Linked DNA regions of Mus musculus: region 1 is linked to region 2. A link is a contact called in public HiChIP or PLAC-seq data. All regions are on one chromosome and are shown on one strand. The core of a region is the stretch at or near the end of the contact, and the rest is flanking DNA. Distances in the headings are between cores, read along the strand shown.

Evidence for each region. HiChIP or PLAC-seq counts read pairs in DNA pulled down with a chosen protein or histone mark.
Region 1: a contact with region 2 is called in an H3K4me3 HiChIP or PLAC-seq map of bone marrow-derived macrophages, with 2.6 times the contacts expected there. The contact joins the enhancer-like site here to the promoter of Eral1 in region 2. A contact is called at or near these places in 7 of 39 promoter capture datasets (the C10 cell line, frontonasal cranial neural crest, liver and 3 more), 3 of 484 Hi-C or Micro-C datasets (the 63-12 cell line, LSK cells and group 2 innate lymphoid cells), 6 of 115 datasets of contacts at active chromatin or transcription factors (the SCID.adh cell line, bone marrow-derived macrophages, effector CD8 T cells and 3 more) and 4 of 9 other capture datasets (adipose tissue, embryonic stem cells, liver and 1 more).

The regions. Positions count from the first base shown.
Region 1 is chr11:78,212,281-78,214,980 of GRCm38.p6, forward strand. It overlaps Supt6 (SPT6, histone chaperone and transcription elongation factor), which reads right to left. Exons shown (of 37, transcript NM_009297.2): 29 at 987-1,182; 30 at 389-627. Among named protein-coding and RNA genes, the nearest start is that of Proca1, 19 kb to the left of the region's middle. Within about 2 kb of position 1,296, at least 64 of the 459 cell types and tissues checked have an H3K27ac peak or open chromatin away from gene starts, as enhancers often do. A contact at or near this core is called in adipose tissue, bone marrow-derived macrophages, group 2 innate lymphoid cells and 1 more, where this site is marked.
Region 2 is chr11:78,079,059-78,081,819 of GRCm38.p6, forward strand. Eral1 (Era (G-protein)-like 1 (E. coli)) reads right to left here and starts at 1,325. Exons shown (of 10, transcript NM_022313.2): 1 at 1,019-1,325. The coding sequence starts at 1,301.

The DNA of each region.
Region 1 (2,700 bases), core at 46-2,545, 130 kb after region 2:
GATGTCCTGATCTTGTTGAATCTCACCCCACTGCAAAGTCAAGTCCCTTGAATTTATCAGCTGGCTTGATTCCATCCCAGACTCTAGTTCGCCAGCATAGTCTTTTGAGTACTAACTGGGATGATCCCCTGGTATTTATGAACACCGGGGAGCTTCAGCTTTCTCCTTGTTGAATATAGATAAAGAGACCTCATACGTGTACATTTTTTTCCCTTCCTTCAAGAGTTGTCTCTAGGCTATTTTAAAAATTGAAATATAGGGCAAATAAAGCTAATACTTATGCTACAATCTACCTAGCTCTGTTGTTCTGCATGACAAAAATATGGATGTGTTCAAGTTACTGTCAGGTGAAAGCAACCAGGAAGAACTTGTTCCGGCATGGCCCCACCTCACTGTTGATCCAAAGAGTGGCTCCCAGGCTGAAGGCGTTCTCCTTGCCCTCTTCCCGCACGTCCACGTGCTGGTAGATGCCAGCACTGACTTTCCAGGTCACCGTCAGATGGTTTTCACCTTTACTGCTGGGCCGAATGATAACATCCCCTTGGTCCATGGTCTCCATCATCTTTTCTGCTTGCTTGAAATTTATGTTATGGAAGGACGGGTGTGCAATCACTCGCTTGATGTATGCTGAAAAGGCAGGAAGAGACAGACCAGGTGACAGGTTAGGAACTGACGGTGATAGGACAGTCAAAGATAGCTTTGACCCACCGCGGGATTCTGAGACACTGTCAGATTTTCTGGGCTTGGATTCCATGATACCAATGAGGCGTTAGCCTCAGTTCTTATGCTGTTTGAGGAAATGAAATTTAGCAAACTGTACATGGGAGACTGTGGGTTCCAGTCCTGCTCCTGCCTGCCTTTCATGTCTCTAGGCTCCAAAGCTTTGAAACTGGGCACAGGCTCTGTTAAGCCTATGCACAGGAACTCTGCGGCCTAGGTCTCTGGTATAAGCTGTACTCGGGTGCAACCCGCGTGCGGGCACTCACTGGTCCGCTGCTGCTTTCGTTTCATATCCTCTTCCTGCTTGTGGTCTGCAGCTTCCGCATCAAAGTCATAGTAGGTGTCCTTGGGCAGTTTCCACTCATTGTTCCTGTCCATGAGGTCTGAGGTCCGGCAGGTCAGGTCTGCACTGAACTTTTCAATATCGATCTTCATGATCCGGCAGTGAACAGTCATCCCCACCTAGATCCACAGAATGTGTGAGCTGGAAGGGACAAACCTATCCAGCCCAATGCTTTATTTCACATAAAAGAAGAGCAAAGCCCAGACAGAAAGGGAGGACTTGCCCAAAGCCAGCTACGCAATGACAAAGTAGGAACTTGGGGGTGGGTGGATGTATCATGTCCCAATGCCTCTCACTCTCAGCTGGAGACCTGACCATCATGGGCACCCCTCCCAGGTTGTTAGCTAAAGCTCATGCCCTTTTATGAAAGGAATCGAAGTAATTAATAGCTGTGCTTGGTATTTTTCCTGATGAGTCTTTCCATGTAAATATTGGCTTAAGGCCGTCTGGGTACTGTTGAAAACCTTAGCTTCATTAAGTTTAAGAATATCTTTTTTGTCAAGCAGTTGCGCTACACACTTTTAATCCCAGCACTTGGGAGGTGGAGGCGGAGGCAAGTGGATCTCTGTGAGTTCGAGGCCAGCCTGGTCTACAGAGCAAGTTTGAGGACCGCAGGGCTACACAGAGAAACCGTGTCTCAAAAACAAACAAACAAACCAACCAACCAACCACCAACCAACCTCTTTTGAGCCCCAAGTCCACAGCTCATCCAGATTCACAAAGGGTGTGGTAATCAAATGAAAATGGCCCCACAGGCCCACGGATTCACATGCTTAGTCCTATGCTGGACTGTTTGAAAGGGCTGGGAAGTGTGCACTTGTTGGAGGATGTGTGTTACTGAGGTTAGGCACTGAGGCTTCAAAAGTCTAGGTCAGGCTCAATGTCTTCCTCTGCCTATTGCCTATGAACCAGGATGTAAAATTCTCAGCTACTGCTTTAGAGCCATACCTATCTGCTTTCCACCATGATGATCATGGACTAACCTAAAATCTAGGTAAGCCTCCAATTAAGTGCTTTCTATTATAAGTTCCTTTGGCCATGATGCCTTTCCAAAAACCCCAAATTCAGTTCCCAGCACCGCATAAAACCAGGTATGGTGTATGTGTGTTTATTTTAGCACTTGGGAGGTGGAGGCAGGTAGACAGGAGTTCAAGGTCATTCTCAGCACTGTACTGAGTTTGCGGCCAGGCTGATCTTACCCCTGAAAACAGAGTATTTTATTCCCATGAATTTGGTACTTATAACCAGAGATCTGAAACACCCCCCCACCCCCACAGGGTTTCTCTATATAGCCCTGGCTGTCCTGGAGTTCACTTTGTAGACCAGGCTGGCCTCGAACTCAGAAATCCGCCTGCCTCTGCCTCCTGAGTGCTGGGATTAAAGGAGTGCACCACCACTGCCCGGCTTTTTAATATTATTTATGTATGTGAGTACCCTGTCACTCTCTTCAAACACACCAGAAGAGAGCATCAGATCCCATTACAGATGGTTGTGAGCCACCATGTGGTTGCTGGGAAATGAACTCAGGACCTCTGGAATAGCAGTCAGTGCTCTTAACTGTGGAGCCATTTCTCCAGCCCCTGAATTTTTTTTTTAAAGATTTATTTATTTATGCACATTATGCATAAGAATGCTTT
Region 2 (2,761 bases), core at 75-2,574:
GTCACCCTGAAAGAAGCATGGACTACAGTCTGGTAGGAGACTAGGCACTGTTACTTGCAATGCAGTATCATAAGGAGAGATTGAAACATTTTGCAGTACCTTCATAGCAGCATAGGGTACCACAGTCAGAGCTGAAATTTTTCTCCAGATCTTCCACCTCCACCTCCTCAGTGTAGGGACTACAGGCATGCACCATAAGGCCTGACTTAATTTAGGATTAAACCAAGTAGATAGGGCTCAAGATCCACGTATTGGGTCTATACTGCTTGATGAGGACTTGAGGACCTGGTAATGGCTTGGCAGAAGCCAACCCATTCTTAACTTTGAGAATAGTTTGGCATTTGAGCTTACTTGATCATTAGGTTACCTAAACTCTCTAAGTCTCTTGTTTTTTTTTTTTTTCATATGTAATATGGAATCACATTAACTATTTATGAATAACTTCTTTTTCAAAATGACAACTGTATGGGAGAAAAAAAAAACACAGGCTGGGCATTGAGGACTGAGGGAGACAACTTTGCCTTGACTAATGACTGACTGTAACCAACAGAGGGTCTAGGTTCTTCACATTCCTAAAACTCTTTATGTTGCTATATTTATTTATTTGTGTGTCAGTGGGAGCTTATGGTAGTTAGGGCAAAACTGTCTGGGTCTCAGTTTCCACCATATGAGTTCCAAGGACTGAACTCAGGTTGTCAAGCAACAAGAGCCTTCGTCTGTTTCACAGACCCTCACTTTCAAACTCTTTGACAGCCTTCTCCACTCGCCTCTCCTTGGGCTCAGGTTTATTTTTTATTAAATGAGAAGTTAAACTGCTATTTCTAGAGGCAGAGGGATTTTACTTACGATACATGATTTCCACTGCTAAAACCATCAGAGGCCGGTCATGGCCAACACCTGTAATCCCAACACTTAAGAGGCTGCAGCGGGAAGATCCGAATTCCAAGCTGGTTTGGGCTACACATCAAAACATGTCATAGAACCAAACACCTGTAACTAACATAGCTGGACCCTTTACCTCTGTGCACCGACACCGCGGGGACGCTCGGAACCAACGAACTGTCAGGCTGAGAAAATCCAAGGATACGGTCCAAGGCGGAGTCCTGACCATAACGACTAGAGGCCGAGGCCAGGAGGGGACCAGAGAAAGTGGAGCCCACGACACAGGACACGCACCTCGCCTGGTTACCTAGAAGACAGCCGGGCGGAGCAAGCCATTCCCTCCCTGCATGCGAACCCACCTGTCGGGCCCCTAACAAGGCCCGAACGAGCCCAGCGCAGTACCGCCTGGGGGCAGCCATTTTGCCGCAATGCACCCTGGTACCGATCAGAAGCGCGACGCGATTGGACCGAGAAGCCCACGGACCAACGAGTGGAAGAAAGCTAGATCGGCCCAAACAGAATCTCCATTCTACAACAAGGGATACCCTAGGAGGCGGAGGGAAAGACGGTATCCAAAGGCTAAGGAAAGGCAAAATTGTGCTGTGTTTCCTGCCTGAGTATAACAGTCGTCTTGGACTCCCAAACACATCATTTCTCCTCCTGCCAAAGTTGTGTAAAGAGCTTTTAAACCATGTCTTCCTAATGACATTCCTCGGGACACCATACCGCAGAAGCTCCTCTTAGCGGCTTAAGAGGAGAAACTCTCTTATTGCTAGGAGTGGGCGTGGGCATGGGAACGGGCTCTAAGCTTCATTTCACTAGATTTTTTTCTTTTTCTTTTTTAAGTGCTTTCTAGCCTCAACCCTGCAGGATCCTTTCTTATTTCCTCTTTTGCTGTGTTTTAGCTGGGCGTGGCAGTCTTAGGGTTACTATAGCTGTGATGAAACACCATAACCAAAAGCTACTTGGGGAAGAATGGGTTTTATTTGGCTTATATGTCTAGACTCACAATCCACTGAGGGGAGACAAGGAAGGAGCTCAAACCAAGCAGAAACCTGGAGACAGGAGTAGATGCAGAGACCGTGGAGGGGGATGCTGCTTACTGGCTTACTCCTCATGGTTTGTTCAGCCTGCTTTCTTATAGCATTTAGGAACACCAGCCCAGGTGTGGCACCACTCACAATGCCTCCCATATCAACAGTTAATTAAGAAAATGCCTACAGCCCAATCTTATGGAGGCAATTTCTCAATCGAGGTTCCGTCCTCTGAGATGACACCAGCTTGTGTCAAGTTATCATAAAACTAGTCAGCACAGGTTGCTTTGTGAAGTCTGCACCTTTTTGGTGTCTAGACCTCAGTTAAAGGGTGGTTCTGTGGTAAACATTCCTGTTGAGTAGCAGACTGTATTTACCTCTCTAAATATCAACTCCTATCTATTCTCTGAGATTAAAGCTTTTTTTTTTTTTCGAGATTAAATCTCGAGGCTCTGAGATTAAATCTTACTGAAGGAAAATGAGCAGAAGAAAAAAAAAAGCAGGTAGCTGTATGTGATGGAGCGTTCCTGTAACCCCAACATTTAGGAGGTGGAGGCCAAAGGATGAGGATATTGAGGGCCAGCCTGGGATGAATACTTGTCTTAAAAAACGGGTAAGGGGGGCTGGTGAGATGGCTCAGTGGGTAAGAGCACCCGACTGCTCTTCCGAAGGTCCAGAGTTCAAATCCCAGCAACCACATGGTGGCTCACAACCATCCGTAACGAGATCTGGTACCCTCTTCTGGAGTGTCTGAAGACAGCTACAATGTACTTACATATAATAAATAAATAAATCTTTAAAAAAAAAAAAAGATTTATTTAAAAAAAAAAAAAAAAAACGGGTAA